Linked DNA regions of Rattus norvegicus: region 1 is linked to region 2. The links are chromatin contacts, called in public Hi-C maps. All regions are on one chromosome and are shown on one strand. Each heading gives the region's core, a stretch centred on a gene start, on an enhancer-like site or on the middle of the called end of the contact. The rest is flanking DNA. Distances are from core to core; before and after follow the strand shown.

Region 1 (4,080 bases), core at 897-3,396, 110 kb after region 2:
GAGATTTAGGCAATTCCCAATCTCCACCCAAGGGTTCTATTTTAATAGGGATATTGAGCCATCTACTCTCATACCAGACCAGCTCTCGGCTTTATCATTAATCCGTTTCAAGTCACATATTTACATATGTCCCTGTAGGTTATTCAGAGATAAAGAATATCGAGGCTTACCTCAGGGACGTATACCTTGTGGCCTCAAGCAAGATGCCAAGCAGATAATGAAAGAGAGGATGTGAGAAACAAAGGATGAATAACTTGAAAATGACCCAAAGAGGCTCTTTCCAGACAGAACACCCACCAGGGATAGGCGTTGTCCTCTCTCGTGTCCCCACTGGTTGGAGACAGGGTCTCAGGTCGCTTGTGACCTCAATCTGACTACGTGGCTTTGTGCTTTGAAGCTGATCCCCAATCCTCCCGCCCCACCTCTCACGTGCTAGAACTACATATATGTGCTGCCTTGTCCAGAATTGTGAATGCTGGGCAAGCGTTCTACTGAGCTCCCACAGCCCCAGATTGACAGTTAGAAGGACATCTCACCAGGGAGACTTTTCAACAATTCCTATCCCCCATGCAGCATCTTTCGTCACATGACTTCTCTCTGTAGTTGACACTTCAAACTTGAAGAACAAATCTCATTTCCCATGTTCCTTAGGTGTCTTCTAGAGTGACAGAACCTAAGAGCTCTCTCTCTCTCTCTCTCTCTCTCTCTCTCTCTCTCTCTGCATATGCTGACAGATCCCTTCCCGAGGTGACCCTCTCCTCTCTAAAGAGACAGGGTACAAGCCCTGTAACTGGCACAGTAACATCCATGTACATTAACAGAAAAACATGGCATTAGCGAATGACAACAAGGACAGTCGGTTGACGGGGTTCACCTCTTCACAGAGCCAGGGGCTAAGGTTTCCCCTGCAAAATCAAAGGGGGAAGCTGGTTACCTTGGCCATGGTCGGCTTCTGGTGGCCTGTCTGGAAGGGTGGACAGATTTCATCTGCACAGGTCTCTTTGGTGCAAAGCAGCAAGAGAGAATGCAGAGTTCCCTCCCTCCTCCCTTGCCTTCCCATCCCTCCCCTTTTAGCTCATAGTTTGAGGAATGCCTCTTGATTAAATGCTGCTATGCAGTGAACGTGGGCATTTAATAATTGACAGTGTAATCACAGCCCAGATGTTCCTGGAGATTATGCCAGAGTCCAGAGCAGCACAGATCTGCACTTGCAGAGGGGACATTCTGTACAAAAAGCAAAGAGCGATTGAAGTTCCCTCTACCTCTTGTTCCCTAGGTGAGGGGTGTGACCATCCAGGGCTAGACTTTTCACAGCAATACACAAAAAATATTGATCCGCTCTAACTTCTCAGTGTCCTGCAAGAAGCAGCTTTAGGGTTTGCATTGTTAAAGCTTCAGGAGCCACAGATAAGACTACTGGCTTGTTCAGTGTGCAGTCTCCCTTTTCTGGGCAGTTCGTGAACAGTTGCTCCTCTCCTCTCATGGTGAATGTGTTGGGTGGGGACGAAGATGAGGATGGGGTGGAAGAGAGCAGGTCTGAAGATCTGGAGAAGAGCTCAGGGTCTGATGGTCCTATAATGACCATCATTTTTTCCCCAACTTTCAAGCAAATGGACATCTTTTTATTTAACCCAAACAAGCTACGACGACAGCAGCAACAACAACGAATCCAGTCAACTGTTGAGGAGTGGGTCACATCTATCCTTTGGGCAGTCATTAGAAACACAGAGCATTCTTTCCGTCATCACAATCGAACAGACCTACATTTTCCAGCAGCTACTCTCTTCCTTCAACCCAGAATGTCTTCAGCTTCTTCTGACACTTCTCACTCTCTTCCTCCAAAGAGACAGGGTTTCTGTGTAGCCCCGGCTGTCCTGGAAGTTGTAGACTAGGGCTGGCCTCGAACTCAGGGACCCTCCTTCGGCTGCCTCCTTCTGCATGCCGGGATGAAAGGCGTGCTCCACCGACACCCCGCATTCTTTTGCCCTTTCAATTTTAGTGTAAAAAGTCATTCGCTCTTTGAAAATGGTTTTCTCCTCTTTGTCTTTGCTGCACCATGCCTTTCCTGATACTGTTTTTGTTCCTTTTCGCAGTGTGTGTGTGTGTGTGCATGTGTGCGTAGCAGGGGCGTGGCACATGTATTGAAGAGGACTCTGAGTTGGTTCTCTTCTTCTAACATGTGAGTTCCAGAAATCAAACTCAGGTCGTCAGGCTGACAAGTCCATTCATTGGCTCGACCATCTTTCAGCCCCCCCACCCCACCCCCCAAGATAACTTTTATGTGTCACCCAAGCACCCGTTTATTCATTGTGACACAACTCGATTTGCTTTGGGAGAAGGAGACAAGAATTTTGTGGTTCCATTTGGCTCTGGACTAGGCATTCCTGGATGCATGGTTTCTTCATGCCGCTGGGTGGCGCTATACCCCAATACTTTCTTCTTTCCTACCCTTTCCTTTCCTACCAGTCAGCACAAGGCGGGTAGAGGTGGCTCGTCTCTGCAGTACTGCTCGTTTTGAGTTCCCTTGGCTTTTGACCAGATACAAATCTACAGACTGCCATGTGTCAGCCTTATGGAATTCAGGACTGAGAATGAAGATTGGGGGGTGTCCAGCCACTCCCAGCAAGACCTTTCGAAGGGTTATTCCCTGTAGTTCATTTTTGGTGGCCAGTTGCCGTTCTCAGTGACTCAATAGATCCTCGAATGCCTCCCACGGGAAACGCAACAACAGAAAATAGTTAGCCAGCGTCTCCGGATGGAGTTTTGTGCACATGTTTTTCTCTTTAATTGTATCCCCTTTCTCTCTCCACCCGAGAACAGTGACCGATTCTTTTCCCTTCTTGACGCTTCCACCCTTCAAATACTTGGAGACGCGTCTCATATCCCGCCTTGAGTCACCGCTTGGCACAACACCGTGTCTTTGGTTTTTATTGCCTCTGCTCATAAACCGCACCCCCGAAGCCTTAATTGCCTCAAGTTTGCCTTCTTCAGGGAAAAGGGGATGGGCGTGGCAGGGTTGGATGAGGAGGCCCAGAGGTGGGTTTAAAATGAAGCTAATGAAACCCTACCTCTTCGGCCCCTCACTTATTTGAGCTGCTTCCAAGGGCCTGTTGCCCAATCCAAACTTGTAATTTTGTATTATTTTCCTTAAAGGTTTCCAAAATATTAGTTTAGGCCTCCACAGCAGCTCTGATCCACCCATTCCTAGGGTGCTTGGCTGAATACTTGGTGGATGTGACCAGTGTTAGTTTTCCTCTCTCTGAGGCCCCAAAGTCCAATTTCCTCTTTTTAACAAAAAAAAAAAAAAAAAAAAAAAAAAAAGCAAGCAACCAAGTTTCTGTGCTTTGCCACACAAAAAAATCAGAACACAGCATCCCATTCACTTCCTTTCATTGTAATTTGGGCTTGCTATTTCCTGGACCCAGACCCTTTCTTTTCCTCTTAGAACAGAAAAAGTAACTACTGGTCAATGTAACAGATTTAATTAAGCTTGTCTCCAAAGCTCACAACTCAGTGTGGAGACAAATATCCCGCATCTCAACCCAGTGTTTAAACTTGCTGTGTTGGGACTGTTAGTGGGAAGTTATGCTTTCCTGGGGTCATTCATGCACCTTGGCATTCATGACATCACAGTGCCAAGGCCTGAGTCTGGCCGTCACTTGCTAAGGTTCTCAGTCAGCCTTCTCTGTACCGTAGGAAACCATTTTTACTAGCTGTGCATGAGAGAAATGATGGTCTTGGGACGCCCATACTTTGTAGGCAGAAATTCAGTTTATTGCATGGCGAGTATGCTGTAGATTAGAGGTGAGTCAGAAGGTTGAATGAGAGCTGGTGTGCTCACCTCTTCCCTGACACGAGCCTGGGGCTAAGGGATCTAGTCATTTTGTCTCCTAAGCTGCCCACCTAAGACATCTTGTTTGCCCTGCCTTGAGTTTCTCTGTCCTCCCAGGGGCCAGAATTCTTGACCCATGGCCTCATTAAGTAATTCCTTTCTGCTACCCAACAAGCAAAGAGCTGGAGTGGAATTTAAGTCCTTCGGCTGTCACTGGCTGACACACAAACAGCTCTGCTCTCTGCACC
Region 2 (4,315 bases), core at 284-2,783:
TGCCCCTAGAAGCCCTGGAGGTTTGGCTGTTGTCATTTGCACCAGTAGGTGGCAGAGAGGAGAGAGGCTATGTCTATCCTCAGTGTTCTGTGGACATCTGAATGATTAGTAGCCTAATAACCCCTGAAAAAAGCAAACCTGAGATGACCACCAGTCTGGCACTACAAAAGCCCTGATAGCTCTTGGGACCGAGAGCAAGTAGGAGACTAGAAGAACCCTGCCTGGGACTGAGGCCTCCTGGCAGAAGTGAGCCCAAGACAGATGCCCGCATGGGGCCACTTGGGGGGTGGGGTGAAGAGGTAGCTCAAGATGACCACCAGATCAGAGCCATGGGGCCTAGACAGGGAGCTAGCCCGAGATGCCACACAGGCCTGGGGGAGGGGTAGGGCACATATCGTGCCCGAGATGACCCCTGCGTGGTGCCATAGTGCACAAGCAGGATACAGTGCCCCCAAAACAACTCTAGACACTCAAAGACCCTGGGTACCACTAAGAGGTGCAAGTAAGTGGTGAAGAAATGGAAGAGAAAGAGAGACAGAAGGATGTGGACACAATGAAGAGAGGAGATCTGGAGCCCAGAGGGTAGAGAGGAACAGCCTGATATGAGTAGCTGATGATGCCTCGTGGGACCACAGTGGTGTTCTGGCCTATGCCGCCGCTGGGGTCCACATCGAGGCCTGTGGTTTTGCAGCAGCGGGGTCTGTTACCACCAAAGGCCAGGCAGACATCCCTGGTCTAGGCTGTGGCCTGGGGACATGCTGATATCTGAGGGCTGTGCAGAACTGGCCCACCCCTCACCTGTCGTCATTAGAGAGCTGGCCCTGGACCATGAGAACAGGAGAGCTGACCCCACCCCTAGACAGCTGCATACTCCAGAAAGCAGCCCCTGCACATTGCGGGGGTTGCCTAGGAGCCACCCCTGAGGATACAAACAAGTGTCTGGAGACCTAACATGACCACTCATCTCCCATGCAGTGGCACGGATGAGGGAGAGACATCCTCCTCTCCCCTTCCCCCTCACCACCTATGGCATGCAGGAGAGCCGGCTCTAGGGCCATGAGAGGAGGAGAGTTGGCCCTGCCCCTCACCAGCTGCAGGACTTGGGGGAGCAAGCCCTGTACCTCACCCGGGCAGCACAGTAGAGCTGACCCTGGTGGTGTGGATGTGGGCACGCTGGCCCTGAGAGTGTGAGTGTGAGAGAGCTGACCCCCACCTTGCCCTTGCCAGAGGCACGGTACCTGTTACAGTACCTGGGAGAACAGGCTCTGCACCTTGCCTGGGCAGCACAGAAGAGTTAGCTCTTTATGTGGGAGTTGTGGGTGAGCTGGCCCTGGAGTGTGGGAGAATCAGCCCTGCCTATTGTCTAGTGGGCGACAGTGCAGATGAGGGAGAGACACCCTCCTTCTCACTGTCTAAGGCAGGCAGGGAAGCTAGCTCTAGGGTCACAAGACGGGGAGAACTGGTCATGTCCCTCACCAGCTGCAATACGGAGGACAGCAGGCCCTGTGCCTCAGCTGGGCAGCAGGGCAGAGCAGGCCCTGGTAGAGGGAATGGCTGGTAAGCAGGCCCCAGGGTAGAGAATGTGAGAGCTGGTGAGCTGACAAGCTCTGATACCTCTCAGGCCCAGATCCAGGGCTTTGAATTGGCCTACTCAACATCTACCCCATTGATGAACTGCTGGAGATCACGAAGGGTCCTACACATCCAAAACTACAGGATCTCCATGACACAGGGCAACAACAAGATATCTAAGAGGAGCCCCAGTGAGTAGTCAGAGGCCTCATGCCAGACCAATGACTCATGCATGAGCATTTCCAAGCAAAGAATTGTGGACAAAAGGTAATACCGTAGGACATACTGTGACACACAATGGCTTCCACAACGACTTTTTCCTCTGTTGTGGGGGAGGTTGCAAGGGGCAACAGGTATGAGGGGCAGGGGAGATGAGTGGCATTGGAGTGCATGATGTGAAATTCACAAAGAACCAATAAAACATCTTTTACAAAAGAGAGGGGCTCACTAATTTCTGAGGCGTTATCTTGCTATTACACAGCCGAGCTGAGAACCATACTATATAACAGAAGTTTACCACTCGCCACCTCTCAGAGAGCAGGAAGGAGAGTGGGCAAGATGGATCCGGGGACTGACAGAGAGACCAGCAGACACTCAGACTGTTCAATCTAAGGAGGCTCTTACTATCAGTGCTCACCCTGCACTTGGGTGACGGTAGGAGTAAGTGCTTCCTTAAACGTTGCTCCTGGGTGCCTCAGTTACCTACCTACCCGCCTTACTCCTGATTCTACCTACATTGGCTCTGCTTAGAGTTTTCAGAAGCCTCTGCACAGAGGCTGAGAAGTCAGAATGAGGGCTGGCATAGAAAGAAACAGGACTTGGGGGAGGGGGCTTCCATGTCAGCAGTACCCTCTCTGTCCTCCGGGCGGCTCTGTTCACCCAGCCAAAGAATGCCCACAGCAGGCAAGCTCTCATCAAAGTAGCTTTCTAAGGAATGATTCTAAGCTAGCTCTGGGGGAAAAAGTGTCCCTCCCACCCGCAGGAGGAAATAGAATAGAGAAGCCTCCCAGCCACATTTGGGTGGGGTGGGGGGTTTTCAGTGCACAGAGACCGTGTGGTGCAAGATCATTCACATAGTTAATTTTCATGAAATTGGGCTTGAGCAGCACCCAACCCCTAACCTGTGGTTACTACTGGTGAAGGTTCTGGTCTTTCTGTGTACCTGGTTAGGTGCCTGTTACACCGTGGGATTTTGACAAACGGGGAGTCACCAATTATCCAGAAGAGACTTGACTTCTGAGGGCAGATTAGGAACCAAAGTGGGGAAAGTGTACACCAGGCTGTGGGTGGGAGTAGCTTGGTGGTAGAACATGGCGCTGTGGGCCGTGCCAGGAAACTTGGTCAGGCTGAGCGGGGTCAGAAAGCCCTGCACCTCATACCTGAGGACAGGAGGCGTTTCACTACTCCCAACTGAAACAGGGGTCACCAGACCATGGTGTCCCCAGCCCTTCCACAGACAGCTGAGGCATCCCTAACATCTCAGACCAAGCCGATAGAAAGCATTCACTGTCAGACCCCATCCCATATATATATATGTGTGTGTGTGTGTGTGTGTGTGTGTGTGTGTGTGTGTGTGTGTATATCCAGAAGGAATAAAGGTGTGAGAATTGCTTCATCAAGGTTTGTCTGAGAGCTTCTGTCATTTAAGAGCTGTAACACCTTTTGGGGAAGAGCGTTCTCTCCTGAAGCTGCTTGAGGTCACTTCCGGGCCTCAGCTCCCAGCTGCCCACGCCAGCTGGCTTAGCTAGCCGGGCCTCAATCCCACTCCTCTGTCTCTTTTGGAGAATGTAACTCTTTGGCTACCCCAGCTGGGCCAGAGCCCCACAGAGCTCCATGGATAGAGTTCCATGGATAGCGTTTGGTACGCAAACAAGCAGTAGAAAACAAGCTCAGTATGCACAGGGCGCTGGGTTTAATTCCCAGCACAAGAAAACAAGGCCTGACAAAGCAAGCAAGAGCAGGCAACAGTTTGCACCTACCGCTCTCTGTAGAGAAGGAATGTGAGTGTGAAGAAGGCCTGACACGGAAACAGAGGACAGGAGGGCCGGTGTGTGTCCTTTGCTCAAAGGACCACAGGCCAGGAACAAGCAGGCGGCTGGCTGTTCAGCTCTGACAAACGCCCTCTACCCTTCTTTATCAAAGGAAGTCTGGTGTGTAAATCCTCTATTCCCCAGTTATCATACCCCTATGTGTCCACGGCCCCAAACTAACACACACACACACACACACACACACACACACACACACACGTCAATATTATTGACATATATAGTACTGACATACATTGTCAATATTATCATTGACATATATAGTATTAACATATATTATACACACACTCTTGTCAATATTATAGATATATACATTATTGTCATATATAGTACTGACGTATATTTTACATACAAACACACACACTCTTGTCAATATTGACATATACATTATTGACATATTTAGTACTGACATGTATATTTACACACACACACACACACACACACACACACACACACACACACACACAGAGCCTGTGATTTTTCTAAGACCCTGCTGTGGCTAATGCAGGCGTTCATCTAGAGCTTAAGTCAAGGTGACTCTTTCTACATATCAATATGGCTACAGGCCAGGGCATTTATCCAGACAAACCACAAAGTCATGTGCCCTACAGCCTGAAGAAACAGAAGTGAGTTACTGCTGAGACTCAGCGTTTCTTCACTGAATTAAGCCATGGTGAAAAGCCAATGTCAACATT

What was found. A called contact is a pair of places that touch in the nucleus more often than the background predicts.
Region 1: a contact with region 2 is called in a Hi-C map of Schwann cells, with 7 times the contacts expected there. The contact joins two enhancer-like sites. A contact is called at or near these places in 2 of 12 Hi-C or Micro-C datasets (the Rat2 cell line and Schwann cells).

What each region holds. Positions count from the first base shown.
Region 1 is chr4:169,831,590-169,835,669 of GRCr8, forward strand. The region is part of intron 1 of Gsg1 (germ cell associated 1); the gene reads right to left. It also overlaps a transcript of Fam234b not described here. Among named protein-coding and RNA genes, the nearest start is that of Gsg1, 4.7 kb to the right of the region's middle. Within about 2 kb of position 2,147, at least 17 of the 93 cell types and tissues checked have an H3K27ac peak or open chromatin away from gene starts, as enhancers often do.
Region 2 is chr4:169,718,263-169,722,577 of GRCr8, forward strand. All of the region lies in intron 3 of Hebp1 (heme binding protein 1), which reads right to left. It also overlaps the pseudogene LOC120102674. Among named protein-coding and RNA genes, the nearest start is that of Hebp1, 15 kb to the right of the region's middle. Within about 2 kb of position 1,534, at least 12 of the 93 cell types and tissues checked have an H3K27ac peak or open chromatin away from gene starts, as enhancers often do.